Linked DNA regions of Mus musculus: all the other regions are linked to region 1. A link is a contact called in public promoter capture Hi-C data. All regions are on one chromosome and are shown on one strand. Each heading gives the region's core, a stretch centred on a gene start, on an enhancer-like site or on the middle of the called end of the contact. The rest is flanking DNA. Distances are from core to core; before and after follow the strand shown. Region 1 holds the start of Khsrp (KH-type splicing regulatory protein). Region 2 overlaps Sh3gl1 (SH3-domain GRB2-like 1). Region 3 holds the start of Stap2 (signal transducing adaptor family member 2). Region 4 holds the start of Zfp119b (zinc finger protein 119b).

Region 1 (3,075 bases), core at 295-2,794:
CAAGGCTGAGCCAGGTCACACCAGCACATAACACTCTTAAATGCGGTCATCAAAACAAGGCATGTTCCCAAAGACAGACAATACTTTTGAATTCAAACAGTAAAAAGCAGGATCCCGTGTCCACCTTCCCCACCTCATCCCAAAGCCCAGGCTCTCTAACAAAGGGTCGGTCCTCTCTTCATCAGAAAGAACTCTCCCAACCCCTTACCAAATCCCTTCCTAGGGAAGGTACAGAAATGGGCCAGGGGACCTGTTTTGACTTGAAAATAGGAGTAATGGTGTGTAAAGCAAGATCCTCTAAAAGGGAGTTGAATTTCTGGGCGGGTGCAAATGTGTGCTAAGATGGGTCCCCCCCACTTTCTAAGTATACGGCCAAGCTCAGTCCCTGTGCAAACCTAGGACTCCGTCTTGGGAACTAATATATTCTGAACCCTCAGGTCTCTGAATAGCGGTCTCCTACCATCCTGCGATGCAACTTTACAAACCCTGAGAAGCCCTTGGGGACCCTAAGACTCCAAGGGTTCAAAGAGGGGTCTCACAGCATCTCTGACCCCATCCTTCATGAACTCAGGAATTGCTCTTACAGATCTGCCTCAGTTTCTAGAACCCCATGGGTCCTAAGGGGGTGCCTAAGTGAAAACCCAGGAGTGATTCTTGGGGACATCCTCATAACATTCAAGCTCAGGCCTTTGGAAAACTAGGAGACCTCTCCAAATCACAAACAGTCTTGGACTTTAGAGTGGTCCTCAGAATGCAAACCCTATATCTTGAATGGAAATAACGGGTGCAAGCTCGGGGGGTGGCTCTTGGGGACACTGTCCCAGACTGCAACCTTTATGGGTCCTAGAGGAATCCTCTAGTACACCCAGGAAAAAAATCGTGGGAACTCCAAAGCTGCAACCCTCCTAATAGAGAAGACCTGGTGCAAGTACAGGGGTGGGTCTCAGGGACCCCAAAGGCTGCAAGCCCTGGTACCCAAGAGAAACCGTCCAGTGCAAAGTCTAGTTTTCGGAGATCCCCCCTTCAACGCACCCTTAACTACACGCACGCAGAGGGTCACCCTCACACCGTGACGGCCCCAGACTCCCCGCCCCGAGCCCGCCGCCCACGTGACCCTCCCGCGACCCCGCGCGCGCCGCTGCCCCCTCCCCCGCGCGCGCGCACGCGCCCTCGCGGCCCCCTCACCTGGCGGGCCCGCTGCACGGCGTCGGCGAAGGCGTCCTTGCGGATCCCAGGGCCGCCGCCACCGGGAGGCTGTGAGGGGCCCCCGGACGCGCCTCCTCCACCCGGGCCGCCGCCGCCAGGGCCTCCGCCGCCCCGGTCTCCCGCGCCCGGCGGGCCCGGCGGAGGGCCTCCTCCCGCACCCGCGGCTCCCCCTCCGCCGCCAGCGGGAGGCGGCGGGCCGGGCGGGGGACCTCCGGTGTTGTAGTCCGACATGGCGCGGCGGGGACGGGCTTGGTGCGGAGGCTTCAAGCTGAGGAGGCGGAGGCGGCGGCGGCTCAACGCGGGAACAAGGCCTCGCTCCACACGGCCGCGGAGCACGATGGGAAGCCAGCGGCTGGGAAGGCGACGGGGAGGGGGGGTCGCGGAGGGGGAAGAGGGGCACCTCCTCCCGCCACCGGCTTGACGGACGCCGAGGAACAGCCAGTAGTATACGGCTACCACTCTACGCCCGCCAATCGTGGGCCGTAAATCCGGGCGACCAGTCAGAGCTTCGGAAGATGCAGGGGGCGGGAGGCGCGGTGTGACTGACGAAGATAGGACTCAATAAGCCCAGGGCTGCTGGCGCTGGGCGGGCAATTGGAAGTCACGCGAGAAGTCAGGAGGCCCAATGAAGCGCGAGTTCCACCTTCTCGGGGCGGCTCTAGGATGAGAGTGACGGCTCTGATCAGTCACGTGGCCTTGAGGGCGGAGCCTATGAAAATTCTCTGGGATGAGCTGGGCGGGCGCTCGGCAAGATAGTCGTCAACACCAGCTAATGAATACACTTAGGAGGCGGTGCTTGCTAAGATTGGCAGTCATTTGATCCAGTCCCCGAAGCATTTTGGAGGATGCGCTTGGATTTGGACGTGACTTTTCTCAGAATCCTTGTCCTCTGACTTCTGAGCCAATGGCTGAGCGACAAGGGCAAGCGTTCAATGATTGACCCCTCTGTGGACAAATAGCAGTAACAGAAGTAATAGTGCCCGCTTGCTGAGAGCCAGTGAAAGCGCATCTGCATTGGGGTGGAACCCGCTACCAGGCGGCAGGAGCGGATTAGTGGGAGCAGAAGTGAGTGGCAGAGGACGTGGGAGGTAGTGCTCAGCAGCCGGAACTATGGGCAGGACCTTAAGTCAGCGCCCCAGTAGCCTGGCTTGGGGAGGCCTTGCCCGTGGCCTGCCCGAAGCCTTGGGGGGTGGGGGGAGTGGTGGCCCGAAATTGGGTGAAGATTTTCCCTCAAAGGACCTTCACTTCCAAGACTCATGACACCAACTCCTCAAACTTCAAGCCTATTCCCAACCTCGACCCAGGCCCCCCACAGGGGTCCAAGTCTCCTGCTCCCAACCCTGGACTAAGAAGGAACCCCAAGTTCCCACAGGAGTCCAAACTTCCAGTTGCCACCCTGGGCCCAGAAGTCCCAGGTCCATTTACCGGAGTTCAAGACCCCTAGAGCTCCTAGCCTGGACCCCAAAATCTCAGGTCCTCCTGATCCCCAAGTCGTCAGGGTGGGGGTTGAACTTAGGATCTCATAAATGCTAGGCAAGCACCCTAGACGATACACCCCATCTCCCAGCTCCCACCCAGAACCAGCTAATCTCAGACACAGACGTCCAAAACTATCTTTATTCATTGTCTGCATCTTCTCTTGAACAAGCCTGCAAAAACCCGGCTGGAATCCCAACTCAGAATCCCAATTGGAGGACTCCCAGCGCTTTTCTAATCCGAGTCCTGGGTGGTTTTTGCAAACCAAAATGGCCTTAAAGCCTGAGCCTTGGAGTGCTTTTTGAGACTCAGGGACACTGGGTCTTCCATTCTCTTCTTGTTCAGGGCAGGTCATCTGCTCAGGACTTGTACACCCAGGGTTTTCTTCATGGC
Region 2 (3,136 bases), core at 301-2,800, 1.0 Mb before region 1:
TGTGCTCTGTGAGTCACTCATACCTTCCTACAGAGGCTGCCCATTACTGGCCTTGTCAGTTAGACAGCACTGTACATATTTGGGATGCTTGGGTGCTTGTCAAGACACTGGCTAGTTAGAGCCACCCTGTCTAGGTGTTGCTGGTCTTACAATAACTATTATTTTTGTCTGTAAGGTTCAAGAGGGAAAAGAGATGATTGACCTAAGCACAAACACAACCAGCAGGTCATAGGAGGTGCTAGGCCCGACTGGGAGGGAGGAGTGGGCACCTGTGTGGAAATAGCCAGACAAGAGGGATGCCAGTGGCCTGTCAGATGAGCAAGAGGAACCCGGCATGGGACATAGTCCCATTAAAACTGCCAACACGTTCCTCAGGAGAGCACATGAAATTAGTCTCAGAGGTGCCCTACCTTCCTGCAACCCATGCCCTTAGACACTGTGAGCTCCAGAGGCACTGCAGGAAGGAGTTAATGAGGATTATGCAGTGCAGGACACCCACAGGGTTAACCTGGTCAATGTGTTTTGTGCATAAACCTGGACATATTGCCAGCTTCCTGAATGAACATTCAGCAGTGCCTGTGACCAGTGATTTATTGTCAGTGCCCAGGGGACAAGTGTACAGAGCTGAAGGTTGGGTCTGCACAGCACAGGAAGTGCCTTCAGTCAGTAACAAGGGCAAGGGCTCAGAATACTGGCTTCCATTCTCTAAAGGCCCAGATACTGATCCTGGTCCTTAGATCTATGAGTGTGCCCTCGTTAGGAACTGTGGGATCCCTAAAGCAAAAAGGCCTATGACAGAGACTGAAACCTCCTAACTAAGCCAGAACAAACCTCTCTCGGCAAAACTGCCCCTCCCAGGCATGTTGTTACAGTGACTGAAAGCAGAGTGAAGATGACTTTCAGAGGCCAGGTCCCACTCAACACATCTCTCAAGTCACCAGTGCAGGACCCTTAATTTGGAACGACACTGGACTACTTCAGTCACAGCCAACAGCAGCACACCAGCATCCTGACAGAGCTCAGCTTCTGTGGCCTGTGAGGCTTATATTTCCTCATCCTGGGACACAAGTGCACATGAGCACCATACTCAGGGATCAGCCTGAAAAGCACACGCACTGACTGAAGCCTGGGAGTGTGGAGGCGTGGAAGCTTCGAGGCCGCGGGGTCACTTGGTGAGAGGCTTGGGGAGCTGGGACCAGAAGCAGCATGGCAGCCTTTGATCCCACTAGGAACACAGGCCCAGGTGCCAGCTCTGTTGAGAGTGCAGACCCTGGGATGGCAGATGAGCTAGGAAGTATAGAGGCTGAGTGGCAAGAGTTCAAGTGATGGCCTTAGCTTCAGATTCATGGTGATCCCCCTGCCTCTGTCTCCTGAGTGCCAGGACCCATGCTTAGGCCAGCAGCCCTGGTTCTCAGAGAACAGGACTGACCATAGGCCTGGGAGCCTCCCAAGCTTTTTGTGGTTCGCCAGCTTGGGCAACACAACAGGGTGGCTGAAATATCACCCTCCCCAAGGGTTCAAACACACAGCAACAGTGGCTCTGGGCCTGGACAGGGTCACACCGATGGAATAACCTGGTTATTTTCCAGGCTAGGATCACAGATACCGATATGGTCACAGCAAGCAGGCAGGGCTCTCAGCCAGGGCACCTGCCCAAGGGTCAGCCACATGATGACCATGTACTGCCCCACTGCAAAAACAGCGAGACTTAGAGGTATCGTACCCCTCTGCTAGGACAAATGACAGATGAAATGGTGACAGCATCTGAGTTCACAGACAGCTCATTCACAAAGCAGATTTCCAACCACCACATATGGATAACTGGGTCATCATCTGCCACCTCCTGCTGACAGTGCCCCATGCCATCTCAAGGTCCCTAACTAACAGGACTTATTCTAGATGTCATCAGAAACAGCTTGTGCCTTACACTGAGGAAGGGAGGTGGCCCCTGTATCGTACAATCCTGGAGTACATGGGCCAAGTACAGCTTGCCACTCTGCTGGCTCTGAAGAACAGAGGCAGCGCTAGCTGTTAGTGTGCATGAGCACAGGCATAGCCTGTTACCCTGGAGAGGGTGGAATGGAGCCTCTCTGCAAGGGCCTCAGAGAGCATCTCTACTCACAGCTGGCTGAGCCCTAGCAGCAGCGGCATCACATACTGTCCTGCTGACAGCCAGCAGGACTGGACTGCAGTTGATTCCTGCTGGCCATGGTGATGTCTGGACACTCCTTAAGACAGTTGCCAGCAGAAGCCACTGACTGCCAACCCTTCCTCCAGGCCCTACAACCTCACTCCAAATCCTCAGGTCTTCAGTTGTCTTCAGACTCAGTCTCAAACCTGCAGAACCCTAATTTCCCTGAGACCATGGGGAAGCTGTGGTGTTAGACACCAGGGAGTTAAGATGAAACTGCCAAGGGCCAGGTGACTCCCAGAGGTGGTGTGGGGACAACACTGTTCCTATGATGATCCTTTTACTGTTACACAAGGCCAGGGGAAACTCCTGGGTGGGCATGAGTGAGCTTTGCACAGTTCTCCAACCTGCCACACTGGGACACCCACTGTGAACCAGAGAATTTACTCTTCACTCTCTCCCTAGGGTATCTGAAACTCCACTTACCTAATCATGGCACACAAAAACACCAAGACTCCCCTCCTACCTTTTGTTCCAGAGTTATGGTGATGGAGCCAGAGCCCCTGCCCATACAGGGAGGGGGCTTTACCCCTAGGCTACGCCCCCAGCCCCTCACTGGGGACTTTGGGGGCAGGGGCTCTGCCACTATGTCACACCCTGGAAGAATCCATTAAAGGCAGATTTAAAATGGAGCTTTAGGCTAGACATGGTGGTGAACAGCTGTGACCTCAGGACTTGGGAAGCTGGAATAGGACTGTGAATTCAAGTTAGGATGGATTAGAGTAAGACTGTCTGAAAAGGAAATAACTAAAACACTTCCTGTGAAGAGTAGTCAGGCTATGGAGTGAACAGGCAGCTGGTGAGGCTCCTGAGCTCCTGCACAGGTCCATATGAGTGCTGGTGGGCAAGCTGGGGAACGGCAACTGGAGTCACACTCAGTGCTGGGATAGGGGATGAGGGTGTGGGAGTGGTGGGTGCTGAGGAGTGGCTCCCAGACAGAATGGG
Region 3 (2,973 bases), core at 447-2,946, 1.0 Mb before region 1:
TGTGTGTGTACACTCACTGTCTCAGACACACCAGAAGAGGGCGTCGGATCCCATTACAGATGCTTGTGAGCCACCATGTGGTTGCTGGGAATTGAACTTGGGATCTTTGGAAGAGCAACCAGTGCTCTTAACCATTGAGCCATCTCTCCAGCCCTGTGGTGGTGGTTTTGATTTTTGTTTTTTGACTCTCGATACATAGCCCAAGTGATTTTTTAAAAAAGATTTTATCTATCTATTATATGTAAGTACACTGTAGTTGTCTTCAGATCTCATTACAGATGGTTGTGAGCCACCATGTGGTTGCTGGGATTTGAACTCGGGACCTCTGGAAGAACAGTCAGTGCTCTTAACCGCTGAGCCATCTCACCAGCCCCCCAAGCTGATTTTTAACTGCCTCAGCCTCTCAAGTGCTGAAATGACAGACAGGTGCGGGACAGCAGGCCTGACGTTCACTGCTTTTGGTACTTTGAAATTTTATAACAAACCGCAAACCAAGTCAGTTTATTTCTTTAGCTTTCTACTTTTTTTTTTTTTTTCCCCTTGTCGCTGTAGAAGCAACTCAAGCCCTTTGCACAACCTGAGTAAGTGCTCTATCGGTTACACACAGCCCTTCCCAGTGTGATTCTGCGCTGAGGTTCTGCCCTGACCACGCCCCCAGGCCCCCCACTAAGAACGGTCTTGAGAGGGCCTGGGCGCCTGGCTTGTGGTGGTAGTGTACCTGGCTCCTGGCTAGGACAAGGCTCTAAGGTCAATTCCAGTACAATTGATCAGTGTGTAATTGTAAATTTGGCCAGGCGTGGTAGTACATTTGGGTTTTCCCAGAACTTGGGAGGAAGAGACCGGAGCAGCCGTAGTTACATAGTAACTTGAGTCTAGTGCGGTCTGCCTGAGATGCTATTTTGGGGATGGGGGGGTGGGGGGTGGCGGAGGTTCAAGACAGGATTTCTCTGAATTGCCCTGGCTGTCCTGGAACTCACTCTGTAGACCAGGCTGGCGTTGAATTTAGAAATCCACCGGCTTCTGCCTCCCAAGTGCTAGGATCACAGGCCACCACTGCCCTGCGAGATGCTATTTTCAAAAGGCAAAGGCAGAACAGATTGTGAACTCATTTTCTTCAGTTCCCAGCTAGGGCACCTGGACTTTACACAGGTAAAAGGGTGGAGATGGGGACCCAGATAGTGGCTGTGAGTGGCACAACCTTCCTTTATCTTCAACCAATGTTATCTTTAGGTTTCTGTACATTGTCAAGCCACAGTAGTTGCTTCAAAGTGTCAAAGGCCACAGGGGAGCTAGGTGTGGGGATGCAAGCCTATGACGTAAGCAGGAGGGGGCTGAGCAGGAGGATCACTGCAAGTGGAAGGAAGGAAAAGAAAAATTAGCCGGGAGCCAAGGACTGTTGTAGCGCAAGGATAGGATGTGGCAGTAGTTACATCATAGAAAAGTCCCTTTTGGATCGAGGTGGAAGATAAACAGGATGAAAACGTCCAGTGAGCAGAACTTGGAGCCTCTCTCAAGGCTTTGCCTGTTTACAAGATGGTTAGACCTGCATATTGTGCCGGGACTTGGAAGCGGTAAACTATGGAGCCCAAAGTCTGGTGGCCTGGGCTAAGGGAAGAGTGGTTCTCGGACTGGTGAGATGGCTCAGTGGGTAAGAGCACCCGACTGTTCTTCCGAAGGTCAGGAGTTCAAATCCCAGCAACCACATGGTGGCTCACAACCATCCATAACGAGATCTGACTCCCTCTTCTGGAGTGTCTGAGGACAGCTACAGTGTACTTACATATAATAAATAAATAAACAAATCTTAAAAAAAAAAAAGAATGATTCTCATTACTCAGACCTTTCCAGAGCATCCTGCCTCTTTCCCCAGTTTGAGGCCACCCGGATTTTCAGACCTCCCTGGGTTGGGGTAATCTGTGATGAAGGACAAATCAGGATGAGAACAAAGGCCCAGGGCCTTGGGCGCCTAGTAACACCGCCCCTTCCCGCTCGCTGATTACACGTGAACGCCGATTGGCTGAGTGGGAACCATCCCTTGTCGCTGATTGGATGCTGGAGGCACCTGGTGATTGGCTGATGAGAACTGCCATTGGGCTGAGTTAACCCTAGAAAGGCTAAAGCTGGCCAGGCTCAGACCTTTCGATCCAGCTATAACGCGCAGCTGCTTTCCTAAAGCGGCTCTACATTTCTTACAAACCTGTTTCTTCCCTGCTCCCAACCATCAAGGGCTCTGCCTTTAGCTAGCGCACTAGCCTCACTAGCAGCTTCCTTCATCGCTGCTGTAGGCTGAGGGAATCATGAGCTCCAGGATGCAGCCCCACTAAGGGAGTATAGTCCCCCTGAGAGCAGGGGATGGGGGGCGGCGTCCTGAGTCTGTTTTTCCCTCTAGTTCACCATCTGCTTCAGTTTCCCTTGTGTCCCAAGGTCTTCCCTCATTTCTTTAACTGCGCGTGGGCAGGCCCAAGACCTAAGGTTTCCATCTCTTTCCTGAAAGCTGAGCCACTCCTGCTCAGGGATCAAAGTTGCAACCTAGTAGCTGGTGGCCTCGAGTATGGTATCTCTAGTCCCTGAATGAGAAGGTCCTGGGCCTGTTTCCTTCTCCAGGTCTCCCCCAACCTCCAGCTTTAGTTTCGCCAAATTGCACCGGATCGCTCCAACTCCAGTGCAAGCACAACCCAACCGCTCCGTATCCCCTCCGCCCCCGGCGGGCCAAACCTCCCCACCCATTTTCAGTAACCAATAGACTGCTGTGTCCCCGCGCGGGGAGGAGCCCGTTCACTCGGAGGAGGCTGTGCCGGGACACAGCGTCCATGGCAGGTAGGATGGTCCGCGCAGGCGGGGACGGGGCAGCGGGACGCGACCTCTGCAGCCAGTTGCTATTTCGCTGCAGCTCCCGAGTCTCTGTCTCCCGGGGCCACGGCCGAGGAGGCGCCGGAGGAGGATGAGGACGACGCGGAGGCCGAGGACCCCGAG
Region 4 (3,154 bases), core at 102-2,601, 1.1 Mb before region 1:
CATCTTGGCTAGTATGCTAAAATATCACAATGCAGAATTTGAGCTATAAATTCAACAAATGCCCAATAAAAAGTGTCACCATTTTTGATACCAAAGGAAACTGATGAAAATAAGTAACCAAGAATGAAAAAAATAATCAACACACAAAACTGGACATATACTAAACACAGCGATAACCTGACATCAAAACCTCAAACAGCTGCAATAAAGAAAGAAAATATAAACAGCAAGAAAAAAAAATAAGCAGACAGATAGACAAAAGATAGAAAATATTTCTTCCAAATAGGGAAGAGACAACTCCTTTGGCTGGGATACAGGTTTTCTTAATATAACCTTCCTTACCTTGTCTAAGTAGAGATTAAACAATTGGAGGCCTGCAAACTCAGGGGTTTTTTGTTATGTTTTTTCTGTTTGTTGTTGTTCTTTTGTTTGGTTTGGTTTTGGCTTTTTCAAGACAGGGATTCTCTGTGTAGCCCTGGCTGTCCTGGACCTCACTCTGTAGACCAGGCTGGCCTCGAACTCAGAAATCCACCTGCCTCTGCCTCCCAAGTGCTGGGATTAAAGGCGTGCGCCACCACTGCCTGACCAAACTCAGATCTAAGTATGTATCTTTTCTCTGTATTATCCCTTGTTTCCCTCCCCACCCAGTTCTCTCAGGGAACCGGAAAAACCTGCCTGCACAGTACTTCCTGGGAAAGAATAGAGATCAACAGAACATGAGAACAAACTTAGACAGAAAAAAAAAAAAATACACAAGTAAAATAGAGTAAATGTTGATGAAAGAGACCAGGAAACCCAGTGAGCCTGGCCTTACTAACACACGTTACTGGACGGTCAAGGCATCTACAAGTCTGTGTCGATGGCAAACACTTTGCATCTGCACAGAGCTAACTGCGGACGGATCCTACTCCTGAACATCAAGTGCCAAGTGCAGAACTTGTAGAAGACACCGGAGAAACTAGGGTTCTCCATGTCAGCATATCTGCCTTCCCTGGACACAGGAAAAGCAGCTGAGGCGCTCACTGCATGGTGACGTCAGCAACAAGGATGTTTTCACTCCAGGACCCGCGCCCCACACTCTGCGCAGGCGCAGCCCGGGATCGAAGTCAGACGTCGCGCTTCCGCTCCGGAGGTGCAGGGACCTCAGGTGAACAAACGCAATCACGCCGGGCGGCGAGTCTGACCGCCGGTTCCCGCACCCCGGGAGGAACCCAACACAGTCTCCCGCGGCTCCTCCCCGCGTGGGGACGGCGGCCCCGCTCACCATGGCGTGGAGACCGAGCTCGCCCCGCTCTCCTCACAGCTCCCGGCAGCGGGTGGCAGACCAGGACACAGAACCACAAGAGCCTCCCTCAGACCCGAGCCCGAACCTTTAGTATTAGGGAACGGAAGTGCTCTCCCCATTCTGGCTAGCGGATCCATGCGGCCGTGATTGGCTAGTGAGGAATGAGTGACAGCTCCCCTAGACACCGAGGGCTGTGAAGTGTCACAGCACAGTGGTTCCCAGTCCTGGTCTCCGCTCAGGCACAGAACTGTCCCAGACGCGGAGAGACAGGGACATATCGCCACAGAACTTGCGCCTGTTAGCGTACAGGCAGGTCCACAAACCTACTCTCGGGGACCTAGCAGAGACTTCTGTCATCAGATGCCATCATTTGCTGATGCCACCAGGCGCGCCCGGTCTGTTTCAGGATGAATGTATCCACCTAAGCCACCGGAGCTCTCTCCCTACTCAGCAGGCCGTCTCTCTGTTCCCCGTGTGCGCTTCTTTCTCTCTCTGTCTGTCATGTCCACTTCTCTGCCTCTGTCCCTTCCCCAGGACCTCAGTCCCCCAACCCCCACCCCCAATAAAGTTTTTTTACACCAGATGCATGGCGTAATTTCTCAGGACACACTTCGGCTCGATCTGCCAAAGCTACTTCACCTTACTATATAATGTTTCCTAACAGCAGGACTGCAGTCGTCCCTGCTCTGCTGCACCCAGGAGGCTATTTAATCTAGGCACAAGGTCTCTAGCATACACAGATCACTAAACAACCTCAAGTGGAGTGATCCACCTGCCTCACAGCCAAAAGGGCACCCAGACTATCCAGGTCAAATTTAAACCTCCTGGTTGATATTCACCGGGCATCAACCATTTTTTAAAAAGACTCATCTAAATTGCTCACACTTCTCTCAGTTAAACACTGGTAGCCAAAACACACATTCCCAGCCTTTAGTGGTTGCACTGGCTCATCATGCCAGCACTTGGGAAATGGAGTCAGGACATCAAAAGTTTAAGCCTAGTATAAAGAGTAGTTCCAGGACAGCCAGGGAGGGATACACAAAGCAATCCTGTCTCACAAAAAAAAAAAAAGTTTAAACCAGCTTGGTCTATGAACCCAAACACCAACTATTCTGGCCCCCAAAGGGGAGGTGACCAGGGTGAGAACCTGGGAGGAGAAGACAAAAATAGAAAGTTTGGGGTCACTATGTCTTGCATAACATGATGGCTCATGTTAAGCAAGTTTTTTCAGATGATATACAGCTCTGATACACTATAGGTGGAGAATGAGACAGTCAGCAGAAAGATAATTTAGCAATGTTGGCTAGAAGGACACAGGATAGATACCTCATAGTGAGCACACACTGGCCATGAGACTGATACCCATGAGACTGATAACTGAAGACCGTGGTTCCTTTGACTCCTTCAAGATGCTTGCCCAAGCACCAGACCAGACCTTCCCAAGTCTGCTCTTGGAGAGGTCACAAAAGCAATGATCCCTTGGTGCTTTCATCGGGGCATCTGAGAAAGCCTTGGATAGGCCTAGCTCCCCAAAGACCCACCTCCAACCTAAACAAAAACACATATGAAAATAGGAACCCAAGAATCAATTCATGGACAGCTAGTGCTGAGAAAGAAAGAGTAGGAGAGATTGGAGATGACAGCTACATGATAGGGAATAATAAACTACTAATGGCACCAAAAGTTGATTTTTTTTAAAACCATAATTGAAACACCTTTAGCTAAACTACCTTTTGAAAAAAGGCCGACACAAATTGCTAATTTCTCACATGCATTTAGAGTCAAGAGTGGTGGTCTGTTCTTGGAATCCCACCACATGGAATGGTGAGTCCGAAGCATCACAAGTTTAAGGCCTGGTATGACTACAGG

The links. Promoter capture Hi-C pulls out the DNA fragments that hold promoters and counts their contacts. Capture Hi-C pulls out chosen DNA fragments and counts their contacts.
Region 2: a contact with region 1 is called in a promoter capture Hi-C map of hippocampal neurons, with 3 times the contacts expected there. The contact joins the enhancer-like site here to the promoter of Khsrp in region 1. A contact is called at or near these places in 6 of 39 promoter capture datasets (cranial neural crest, embryonic stem cells, hippocampal neurons and 3 more), 2 of 484 Hi-C or Micro-C datasets (CD4 T cells and muscle stem cells), 3 of 115 datasets of contacts at active chromatin or transcription factors (embryonic hindbrain, embryonic stem cells and pancreatic cancer cells) and 3 of 9 other capture datasets (adipose tissue, liver and pancreatic islet).
Region 3: a contact with region 1 is called in a promoter capture Hi-C map of adipose tissue. The contact joins the promoter of Stap2 here to the promoter of Khsrp in region 1. A contact is called at or near these places in 1 of 39 promoter capture datasets (liver), 1 of 484 Hi-C or Micro-C datasets (B cells), 2 of 115 datasets of contacts at active chromatin or transcription factors (embryonic hindbrain and embryonic stem cells) and 1 of 9 other capture datasets (adipose tissue).
Region 4: a promoter capture Hi-C map of embryonic stem cells shows a contact between it and region 1, with 2.7 times the contacts expected there. The contact joins the promoter of Zfp119b here to the promoter of Khsrp in region 1. A contact is called at or near these places in 2 of 39 promoter capture datasets (embryonic stem cells and erythroid cells) and 1 of 484 Hi-C or Micro-C datasets (uterus).

Annotation. Positions count from the first base shown.
Region 1 is chr17:57,029,963-57,033,037 of GRCm38.p6, forward strand. Khsrp (KH-type splicing regulatory protein) reads right to left here and starts at 1,545. Exons shown (of 18, transcript NM_010613.3): 1 at 1,186-1,545. The coding sequence starts at 1,437. It overlaps Slc25a41 (solute carrier family 25, member 41), which reads right to left. Exons shown (of 7, transcript NM_175333.3): 7 at 2,810-3,075. The coding sequence ends at 3,034.
Region 2 is chr17:56,026,526-56,029,661 of GRCm38.p6, forward strand. All of the region lies in intron 1 of Sh3gl1 (SH3-domain GRB2-like 1), which reads right to left. Among named protein-coding and RNA genes, the nearest start is that of Sh3gl1, 8.5 kb to the right of the region's middle. Within about 2 kb of position 1,551, at least 48 of the 459 cell types and tissues checked have an H3K27ac peak or open chromatin away from gene starts, as enhancers often do. A contact at or near this core is called in adipose tissue, hippocampal neurons, liver and 1 more, where this site is marked.
Region 3 is chr17:56,006,440-56,009,412 of GRCm38.p6, forward strand. It overlaps Stap2 (signal transducing adaptor family member 2), which reads right to left and starts at 1,697. Exons shown (of 14, transcript NM_145934.3): 1 at 978-1,697. Mpnd (MPN domain containing) reads left to right here and starts at 2,762. Exons shown (of 13, transcript NM_026530.5): 1 at 2,762-2,817; 2 at 2,891-2,973. The coding sequence starts at 2,811.
Region 4 is chr17:55,943,908-55,947,061 of GRCm38.p6, forward strand. Zfp119b (zinc finger protein 119b) reads right to left here and starts at 1,352. Exons shown (of 4, transcript NM_146249.4): 1 at 1,265-1,352. The coding sequence starts at 1,267.